Regions from separate parts of the Mus musculus genome. Here region 2 is linked to region 1. Evidence: chromatin contacts called from public Hi-C data. All regions are on one chromosome and are shown on one strand. Each heading gives the region's core, a stretch centred on a gene start, on an enhancer-like site or on the middle of the called end of the contact. The rest is flanking DNA. Distances are from core to core; before and after follow the strand shown. Region 1 overlaps C030029H02Rik (RIKEN cDNA C030029H02 gene). Region 2 has its middle 5.2 kb from the start of Gm29872.

Region 1 (5,641 bases), core at 1,207-3,706:
GTGAGACAAAGACGCACATTAGGAGCTTTTGCTAACTGTCCTCACCTTGTTATGAATCATTAACTAAAACAGAAGCAACTTTTAAATGAAGCAAAGTCGGGCAAGACAAGAATGGGGAATTCAGAGAGAAAGGTGGGCAGAGAGAAGACATGGGGAGCTGGGTTTTAAAGATGCATAAGGCAAGCCTGGGGGCCAGTCACAGAACAGCAAGGGCTGAAAGAGAGATGGCTAGAGCAAGCTGAAGGTGGAGGGTGAGTGTATAGTGTCTAAGAGGATGTGGGAACAGGGCCACAGACAGTTCCTAATTAGATTCCAGAGGTCTGAGCTTTATCACAGTAAGGAGCCTGGCAGAGGGTTAGCCTGAGTGGGTCTTCATAGCTAACAAATTCTTAGACAGTGCAAGTCGAAATGTCCCTAGAGGTAGAGCTATTTGAAAGGACAGTGAAAATGAGAACTTGGTCCCTGGGGAAAGAAATATTTGAAGCAGACGAAATAAAACAATTCCAGATCAGGCAGGATTGATACCCCAGGCTAACCTAAGGAAGGCTTCAGGCCAGGAAGGGCTCTGAATATTTTGGGGGACAGTGGGATAGCGAGGTCTCAGGGATAGGGCCCTATGATAATGTAATCTGCTGCAGGTCCAGATCTAGGTGGGATATCTGACTTCCCCATGTCCAGAGCCTAGAGATATATATCGTTAAAGAAGTTAAAAATTTGGCACATCAAACTCTACAGGGGCAGAGAAGGCACTGGCCACCCCTCACAGAGGAAGCAATCCATCTATGCCATCCCGAGGTAACAATCAACTGGTGACTGAAGAGTCAGATAAAATAAAAATTCTTGCAACCAATGTATACGTGTACTGAATCTTGGGAGAGAAGTAGATTTTTCTACCCAGGAAGTTCTTACCTATGGAATGATGGTGGTCTCCTTTTATGTGTATGCATGTGGGAGTGTATTTCCGTGTGTGTGTGTGTGTGTGTGTGTGTGTGTGTGTGTGTGTGTGTGTGTGTTCATGGGCATTTATGTGTATTCAGGTGAGTGTGCAAAGATGTGCTTGTGCATGGAGGTCATAGGTCAATCCTGGGGGATATTCCTAAGGAGCAGCCTGCCATGGTTTTGAGACAGGATTTGCACTTGGAAATGGGGCTTGCTGATGTAGCTAGACTGGCTGGCTATGAAGCCCCGGTGAACCACCTGTCTCCATGTCCCCAGCTTTGGGCTTCTGAACATGCAACACCGGAGTTGGCTTTTTATGTAGGTGCTGGGGATTGAAGTGTGTTGTTCACGCTTGTGCAGTAAGGACAGCCCCACCCCTCCATTCTTCTTGTCTGTAAATCTAACAGGTTGCTAGATTCTTTTCTCTGCAGCTTTTTCCAAGTTTAAAAACCGAAGCTTTGGTAGAAAAACACTTGGCAAGTGCCCACACACCTGCACTCTGGCTTATGTCTGGATCACAGGAGCTATATACATGAGTCAGAAAATTACAAGAAGATGAGAAAAGTCTCATCTTCAGGGAAATAAATCCCCTCATCACTTATCCCCAATGAAATCTAATTATTTTGACTTTCCTGTAATCGTTTCTACTCAAGAAGTAAAAAATAGGAAAATAATTTAATTTTATTGGCAAAATTTACTAGATTAATACAACTAAGAATGTCACATAAAATGTTAGCATTAAATATTAAAATATATTAATAAAATGCTAGATTACTAAAGCCTAATATTTAATATAATGCATTAATTGGAAGAACTATGTCAGTTTAAATATTAAACATAAAATGGAAGTTGCCAGTGGGCTGTGCAGAGCGGGATAACAGCAATCGTCAGCTTGTGGCTCTGCTCAGTAAAGTCATGGAGGGGCCTTTCCAGCTGGTCCTACAGACACCGGTGGTATAGGCAAAAGCTTGAATCAAAAGTCTGTTTTCTAAGAAATGGAAAGAACTGAAGCCAGAAAGTCACAGAGAGGCCAGGCAGTGGGAAGCAGTGTTCACCTCTTTCTGTCTGCCACAGGGAGGAAGAGTTATAGAGCCCAAACAATGGAGTTTTGGGTCACAGAGAAAGACTTTAGAGAATTTGTAGTTCATCCACTACCTCACAAAAAGGGCAACGGAAAATCTACTACCCCTTGTTCTCTGCACCCTTTCAGCGCTCAGGCTAGACCCTCCCTTTACCACACCTTGGAGGGAATCCAAGGGCAAGGGAGAGCAAGGCAGAAGCCAAGAATTGCAACTCCAAGGTCAGAGAGCCTTTGCTGGAGAACTGCATGTGAGACCTAGCTAGAAAAGGCCCCATCCCCACCCCTGCACACAATCCCTGCCCCTCCGAGGTCCAGAGTGCTGGCCCTCACTACTTATGAATACCAAGAGGGCTGCACATGCTTATACCAACCCTGGGGCCAGTTGCTATTCTTGCAGGAGAGCAGTGTATGAAAGCAGCCTGTAGAGGAAAGAGTCCTGGGGAAACAGATGAGTCTCCTTAGGCTGCTGAGTCATGGAGCCGGTGGCTCCTCTAACTATCGTAGTCCTGTTAGAAGCTGTTTGGCACAGAACCAGCTTCTGTGTACCCTGCCCTTTCTTTGGTGCTGGCCCTGTCCTGGTGCCCAGTGGTGAAGGGACAGGCCTTTCCTGCTCGTTCTGAAATCCCAGCTGGAAAAATGTGGGTCTCAACTGGTTGCATAGACCACTTTGCTCTGCGCTTTTTTCCTGTTACCCGTGGGTGTATAGGCGATATTGTGTCTTTGTGGAAAATACACACATACTCTATACTTATGCACACAGGTGGACACAAACAAATACGCCGCACATATATGCACAAATACACATGAATACACACATACACGCACAAGCACAGACAGGCCTATGTATACCACGTATACACACCTACACATAAACACACACTTACAAACATATATACACACCATACATATATGCAGGTACACACATAAACACACACACTCAAACATTCACACATACCAGCAGACACACACACATTACACATGAATATACATGCACACATATACACATACATACAAATGTGCATTCATGCATATACATGCACATACACACACACTAGAGATGCACACATAAACACACATTCAGACAGGCCGAGCATATGGTCAATACAGATGCAGAGTAGCTGTTCTCCACCTCCACCCTAGGTGGCGCTGGATGGTATTCAGCGATGTTTGGTCTGCTCAGACTGGATTTGTACTGGCACCCAGTGGGTGGAGGCCAGAAATGGCCTCAAGCATCTAATAAGGCACAAGACAGCTCTGCACAAACATTCTTCAGCCCCTACCCCAACGGCAAAAACCTCCAGGGCTAAGAATCTTGGTTTCTATGTGTAAACACTTTTAAAAAATATTTTTAAAACACTCATTTTGAATCCTCAAAGCTGGTAAGATGTGAATGTGAAATAGAATTGCCCAGGCTTGCTTACAATGTAGCCCAGGTTGGCCTCCAAGTCATGAACTTCCTGCCTCAGCCTTCTATGTGCTGGAATTATATGTGTGATCTACCATGCTAAGCAGGATGACTGAATTTTAATATAAAAAATTAGGACTCTAGCATTGGTCTACTAGAGCTTCTGTCTCCTAGAAGTCTTACGATCATTTATTTTCTCAATTTCTAGAGGCTGCAAGACTACAATCAAAAGTATATTATCTGTACTTCCCCTCCTCCCGTGTACAGATGATGTATCCTTACTCTTTCCTGTGTCTTAACAAGGGCTTTGTGGTGTGTGTGTGCATGAGCATACATGTATATTAGCATTTGACGACTACAATGTTCTGTAATAGTAAATCCTACTGGTGATTGGATTAGAACTACTTTAATGGCTTCATTTTTCTTTATTTACTTCTCTAAAAACCTTCTCTTCAAACATAGTCACACTCAGGGGTACTGAAAGCAAGGACTTCACATCATGGATTGTGGAAGAACAGCACATTGTCCATAATAGTAAGTGACATTAGGAGAATAAATAATAGAAGGGAAAACTCAGATTAGGAGGCTTGGCTATAGTGGCTACTCAATGATGAGCAAAGGTGATGGGTAGGTGGGAGAAGGGATATGGATATGGAGAATAATGGGCAAATACAGAGAAGGATGGGAAGTGGAGGGAGAAATGAATACAGGGACAGAGGAATAAGGGTGCATAGAGAAAAGGAGGGATGAGCAGAGGAGGGGAGTGGGAGACAAGGAAATGATTGGAGGGAGGGATTGGTGAAGGGAAGAATGGATAGAGAGATAGTGAGAAAGATAAACATGGAGGGATGAAAGAAGCAGATAAAGGGAGGAGTGGGTAACAAGAGGGAGAGAAAGTCAGACAGGAAATGATGCAAAGAGGAACTGAGGAGAGGATTGTGGAGAGAGGTGAAGGGATGTATGTATGTATTGATGGATGGATAGATGGAAGATGGATGGATGATGCATGGATGGATAGATGGATAGATGTATGTATGGGTGGGTGGATGGATGGATGGATGGATGGATGGATGGATGGATGAATGAATGAACGAATGGGTAGATGTATGGATGGGTAGATGGATGGAAGGATGGATGGGTGGATGAATGGATGGATGGATGGATGGATGGATGGATGGAGGAAGGTATAGAACATTTGCTGTGGGGATAAGAAATGTAAGGCAAAGGGATGTTACAACCAGTAAAGTGCTGTGCAAAGATCCTCAAGACACTGGTCCACGAAGAAGTGATAGACTAGGATATCTTTATCACTTAGACATGATGAGGCCAAGACTACCTCTGTGTACTTTTTCCTGTGTGTACATGTGTATGTACAATCTTTCAAAGGAGATGCCATGCAAAGCACAAGTGCGTCAAACATTTTCCGAAGGTCACTGCTCTACAAATGATGCACCAACAACAACCCTCAATCCTCAAATACACTGGAACCATTTCCCTGAGGAAAACACCAATATGGTGAAGCAGAATTCAGGTCGGCTGGCAGCTCTCCTGGGAGCTGGCACGCTTGGCTTGTATTCAGCTCACCTTGTCCTCCCTAGTGCAGGCTGTGACTGAGTTCTGAAGCGGGAAGGCAAGGAGCACTCCATGGCAACTGATCTAAGTGACTGAGCTCCCAAGCGACCACAGGAGAGACCTGAAAAGTGAAGAACACCAATAGGCCTTAGAACTCAAAATAGATTAATAGAAAAACTTGCCCTGAGTTTTTCAAAGGTATATTTTTTAAAGATGAATTTTAAGAAGATTTATTTTTAAGAAGCATATTGACATGTCAGTGACTGAACAAACACTTCAGGTGACAGGCTCAGTACGCTTACAGCTTGAATAAAATAAACTAAAGGGGATCACACACCTTGAAGATTCCCTCACCTACAGGCATTGCTATGCAGGGCAACTGTCACAGTTTGTTCTTCACACGGTTGTCCTTGGTGTACAAGGCCAATAATGTGAGCTTTAATGCTGCCAGCCCAACATTTACGACAGATGTGAAAAATTGTATTTAAATTAGAAATGCTAAAATTAATATTTATTGACTCCATGTTTCATTATCATTAGAAATTAGTTTGTTCTTGGTAAACAGTTTATAGCATGATATAAATACATTCCATTGACCTATTAACTGGCCTAATATATTATGGAATTATTGACAGTGGCAGTAA
Region 2 (5,641 bases), core at 2,033-4,532, 100 kb after region 1:
ATTAGGGAGACCTTTCATGAAAGGCTGGCTGTCCAAGATTATGCGTTAAAAGTCTGGGCTGCTCTAAGAATGGTCAAATTATTGTCTTCACTAAGCCGGTAAAGAACTGGGGTCAAGTAATTTACCCAGGGCTTTGGTGCCAAGCAAGGGTGACGGCCACCATAATATCCTCACAGAGCATTTCCCAGAAGAATCTGGAGAAGCTACTCAGGATATTCACGGAGATCCGTTGGATGAATACCGACCTGGAAACTGTGTTCTATTGACCTGGAAGTGGACTACTGGGCTCTTAGGCTCCTGAAATCCAATCTATTGGCCTCTTCAACTTGAAGGCTCAGGCATTTAAGGAAAGGGTGCTGAAGAGACCTCAGTGACTTGGGTCTAAATGTCAATAGTTTTCCATGGACAATTCTGCCACTCGACTGACAGCTCAGAGGTAGAGATCCCATCCTCCTCCCAGGGGCATTGTTTCTGCCAGGCTAACACAAAAATGGTGCCAGAAAAACCATGTCATGCCTACAAAAGCACTGGGCGAGCCTTTCACTGTATAAGGCAAATGGCCCTTGATACCTGCTGCCCCCTCTGACAGAAAGCTGTGTGATAAGACAGTGCTTCCTTTCCAGGGAGTCACTTGGGTCTATACAGAGGAGGAGAGCCTGCCGGCCTACATTATACTCAGCTTTCTTCTGCACTACACGGCCAACTCGGGTGAGGTAATTAGCATCTGTCTGTATGCCTTGTGCCTTTTGAATTTCCATAATCCTAGGAGCAGGAGGTAAAAGTTCTGAAACCTTCCATGATGCCAGCATTGCCATGGGAACCCTTTTCCTGGGATTTTTCAGATGTACTCCCGGTCTCTAAGCAGCAGGTGCTCCAAACCAAATATTACAAGACTGCTCTATGCGGGAACAGAGGCTGAGGCTGCCAGGAAGTTAGGTCATCCCTAGAGAGCGACAGTTGAGGTAAAACCTAAGTAGACATTGTGCTCTCTGGCAGGTGACAGGACTCAGACTTTGTCACATGTTAATTAAGGAACTCAGGGCCAGCTTGCATGGAGATGAGATGTGAGCTTGCATTGCTGTATCACTGACCAAACCCGGCAAACCTCTTATTGGCTTTATCTGCAGCTCCTGCCACCCAGCTCAAGGTGTGCCGTGCCCGCTAGGGGTTTCTATGACTTTTTTGGTCTTGTCAACTTGACTAGATTTGGAATTGCTTGGGAGATACAACTCTTGAGTGTGTCTGTGAAGATGCTTCCAGAAAGGATTAACTGAGGAACGAATGGTACTAACACAGTTAGGGTAGGGGAGTCTTCTTTCCTCAGCGTCACCTTCTTGTGGGTTAGGAACCCGAATTAAATATAAAGGAAAATGGCAACCAACTAAGCATGAACATTCTCCTCTCCCTGACTTCTGAGTCCAGATGAAACTTCAACCCCTGTTGCCCTGCCTTCCCCATCATGATGGACTGAACCCTCAAACTGGGCCAATTAAACAATTTCTTCCTAAGTCTACTTCCTGTCAGGCATTTGGTCATAGCAACAAGATGAGCCACTGTCACCGCTCCCAGCTCTGTGACTCTTGACAGGTTGATGCTTTTGGATTGGCTCATACCTGATGTCCCTTCTGCTGGAGACCAGCACCCTGCTTCTTCTATAAAGAGAAGAACAAAGCACAGCTGATTCTGGGTCAGGCGAAGATCTCTTGTAGTTGAAGAAATTCAACTGGCCTGTGGTGCTGGTGTGGGATACCCTGCCACCAGGAAAAATATGTTTAGGAGAGATAATATAATTCTAGTCATTCATCAGATGTCAGAGGGAGAGCATGTGGCTCTTAGTTTTAGCTGATTTCATAGGAAGTCATTGCATTTGGATCTCCCACCCAGTTCCAATAGTGCTATGACTAGCATATACATGAGCAAAGGGGGGGGGGCTTTCCAGTCTTTGTAATGAACTTGAAAGAGGGCTGGCAGCCTTGCCAGCCTGCCTGCCTTCCTTCCTTCCTTCCTTCCTTCCTTCCTTCCTTCCTTCCTTCCTTCCTTTCTTTCTTCCTTTCTTCCTTCCATCTATCTATCTGTTTAGCTTCCTGCCTTCTTTTCTGCCCGACTGCCTCTTTGCCTGTCTTCCTGCCTCGCTGCCTCCCTGCCTTCCAAACAGTAAGGAAGCAGAAGTTTGCCAAAGACCAATGACAGCCACAGAAGCAGTACATATGTCCAGACTCCATCCCAAGCCTTTGATGCTGCCCAGTGTTGGTCTCTGGATGAATACTCATTCCGTCTGAGAAAAACAAAAAAAGAAAATAACAAAACAAAGCCAAAACAAACCACCAATCCAGCTCCTAGGTACCATGCATTATTGCTGAGAAAAGACTACAGACTTGAACTCGAAGCATCAGCATGCTGTTTACAAACTAGGGACTGAAGCTCTGAGGAGGCAAGCATGCCTGTCAGAACTTTAAGGTAGGCTTAGCAAGAGATCAAGAGAAAATATTCAAACTGTCCTACAGCCCACAGCCTGCAGCACAGAGCAGAGGGTAGGTAGCTCCTTTCCTGGAGAGAATGGGCAACTTTGACTGCCATGCCTCTAGAAGGGAAAGAGGGAAGAGAGTGGGATAGAGACAACCTGCCTAGGCTCAGTGTGGGTGGCCTCTGTGTCTCCTCTCTTCCAGAAAGTATACCACAAATGTCAGAGGACAACTTTCCGTATGTGAAAAACTTTTCTTTGAACAGTTTTTTTTTAAGCCTAGTTTCAGTGAAGGTTTGAAGGGATGACGAAGGCAAAGCAGGGAAGGATGGCAGGTTTAAATGAAGGCAAAACGTCCCACTGCCAGCCACATACTTATTTCAGCATATTTTCCTTGAATTTAAAGTGAACTTATACTATGGCCATACCCAACTAGGCAGTGAATGTCTATGGCTATTTGGAATTTGTTTCTGATATTTCAGCTTCTAAGTAGTTTGTCCATATTTAGGAACAAAACATTTGCATTTTAAAATTGATTTACAAATATAGACTCCTCCAAACTGGTTTAGAATTCCGACTCCTCCACTGGATCCAGATTAAAATAGAGACATCTGCCAGGAGCAATCAATTGAGATGGGTTTAAGGCTTGGCTTTGTTTTTGTTTCTGTTTCAAAGTACAGTGCAAACTGATCTTGGGCAAGATTCCCAGGCACAGCAATTGGGGTGAAAACACTGAATGCCCACCGAAGCCAGGTCCCAGCCTGCTGTCTGGATCTTGCCATGACCTCTCCATCTTCTACAATAGCTGCAGAGTCAGAGTCTGGTTCTATGCCCTGGCAGGCCTCCCTCAGCACTTAGGGCCCACGGAGGCTTCTATCCTGCCACCAGAGGCATTACCAAGCTGCCATGGGGACATCCAGTGGTCAGTCCTGTCATCTATGAAACCATTTCCAGCCCTATGATGGCTACCCTTGTCCACTTGCCTATGTCTGGCATTAACTAAAACCTAGGCAGCTGTATTGGGGTATTTTGTTCTTAATTAAATCATTTGAAGTGGGCAGAACCACTTTTAATCTGAACCTTTTGAGGTGGGAAGATCCACAACCTTCCATCTGGACCACTCCCTCTGCCGCAGCCTAAATAACGAACATGGAAGAAGAAAGCTTGATCTCTTTGCCTGCTTGTTCTCACTCTCACTAGCAATTCCGTTCCTTCACTGCACTAGAGCTTACTTCTTTGGAATTTAGGCACATACTGAAGACCAGCCGAGCCATCCAGCCACATGGGCTGAACAACTACTGGATTCTTGGAACTCCCATTGGTAGGCAGCCATTTTTGGACTAGCTGGACCACAGCCTGTAAGCCATTCTATTAACCTTCCTTTATACATATGTGTGTATACATACATACATACACACACATTCATGCATACAAACATATATACATACATACATGTATACATACATATATACATACACATACATGCATACAAACATATATATACACACATACATGCATAATGCATGCATATACACAGATACATGCATACATACATACATGTACACATAGGTCCATTCTATAAGTGCTGTCTCTGTAAAAAAAAAAAATCCTAATTAACACAATACCTCATCAGGCTGCTAACAGGATGAAAAAGTCTTATCTGGAGGCCAGACGTGTTTAATAGGGAGCTCTCAATAAGTCATCACGGTGAAAGTTGACCTTCCTGCTATTAATGTGGGTTGAGAATATTTCTGTGGACTTTGGCAGCAACTCAACCTCCTGCATTGAGATGGTGCAGTAGGAGAACTAAGTGGTAAGAAATCACCTTCAATAAAATGGAGCAAGCGGAGATGGGGCTAGGGGCAGCAGAAACCCATTTGTCTCTCCTCTTCCCAAGTAGTGTTCATCTCTCAAGCATTCTAAGTGGTTGGGCTATTATTACCAAGCAGGGAGAGGTAGAAGGGCCCTGGTCAATGAATGGCCATGTGACATGTCTGAAATGCTTTGAACATAGACTTTGGCCACTGTTGAGGTTAGAAGTAGCTGGGTGATACAGTGTTTTTGTCCTTGGGGAAAAGACGCCAGCCGGCTCCAGTTCCACCAATAGGAGTCTGAGTCCTCTAGTGGGCAGGCAACTTCCTACCAATGGTGGGTGGTTCTTCATGGGAAAGCTCTCCCAGTGCATTTTCCACACCAGGGACACCTAAGCCTCGGAAGTCTCAGAAACGTCAGGGGCTTCTCCTAGATGACACTCTAGATGCTCCTCATGGCTAACTCAGTGGTCTCTCTGGTTATGATGGCTCCTTCATGACCCCAAGCTGTGTCACAGAGGTGTCTGTCCATTCCCATGGCCCATCCATTCTGCCATGGCTCTTTTCCAGTGAGGTTACTCTAAGAAGCTGCTGCAGGCCTCCTGCTGCTCTGGGCCCTGCTTTTCCCACCCTGGAGTCTAACCATATTGAAAAAGCATTTTCTAAATGCATAATGGTTTAGACATAGTATGTCTTAGGCTCAAGCTGTAAAGTCTGCACAGATGGGGGTCTGGCCTGCCCCTCAACTCTGGCCCAGTTTCCTCAAGGAACTGATGAAGGCAAACACTGGATTTTGTATTTTGACAGCTGCCTGCACTTTCTCACATGGCTCTCACTGCCTGGGAGGCATGTGAGGCAGGCTATCCCCATTTCTCAGATAAGGAAGCAGAGGTTGAAGAAACATAAATGATTCGTGCTTGAGGGGATTCATCAGTAAGAATTAGTTCTGAGAGCCTCTGAGCTCCAACACAGCTCGTCCCACCCACAATGTCCACACAAGAGGTCATTCCACCAATCTTTGGTAACAGTCATGTTGTCATCCACCTCTCTCTTTCTTCCAGCAGGCGACCTGCCACCTCTGACCTTTCACAACTTCCAGAATCAGCATGCACATTTTCACACTCTCTTCAGTAAGTGTTGCTAAATGCTACCTCCTAATCAATGCTCACGTGTGTTTCTCTGTGCATGTGGTGTGAGTATGTAATGTGTATTTGTGTATCTGCATGTTTGTGAGCCTCTGTGCATCTTTGTGGATGAGCATGTCTGTGGTATATATGCTTGCATGTGTTTGACATGTGTGTGTATGTATGTATGTATGCATGTGCATGTGTGTGTATATGTATGCATGTGTGTGCATATATGTGTGTAT

Evidence for each region. Hi-C and Micro-C count contacts between places; a contact is called where the count stands out from the background.
Region 2: a Hi-C map of neural progenitor cells shows a contact between it and region 1, with 2.3 times the contacts expected there. The contact joins two enhancer-like sites. A contact is called at or near these places in 6 of 484 Hi-C or Micro-C datasets (embryonic stem cells, neural progenitor cells, stem cell-derived neural progenitor cells and 3 more) and 1 of 115 datasets of contacts at active chromatin or transcription factors (kidney).

The regions. Positions count from the first base shown.
Region 1 is chr7:136,291,480-136,297,120 of GRCm38.p6, forward strand. The region is part of intron 3 of C030029H02Rik (RIKEN cDNA C030029H02 gene); the gene reads left to right. Among named protein-coding and RNA genes, the nearest start is that of C030029H02Rik, 26 kb to the left of the region's middle. Within about 2 kb of position 2,457, at least 19 of the 459 cell types and tissues checked have an H3K27ac peak or open chromatin away from gene starts, as enhancers often do. A contact at or near this core is called in neural progenitor cells and stem cell-derived neural stem cells, where this site is marked.
Region 2 is chr7:136,392,794-136,398,434 of GRCm38.p6, forward strand. No RefSeq gene overlaps it. Among named protein-coding and RNA genes, the nearest start is that of Gm29872, 5.2 kb to the left of the region's middle. Within about 2 kb of position 3,283, at least 16 of the 459 cell types and tissues checked have an H3K27ac peak or open chromatin away from gene starts, as enhancers often do. A contact at or near this core is called in neural progenitor cells and stem cell-derived neural stem cells, where this site is marked.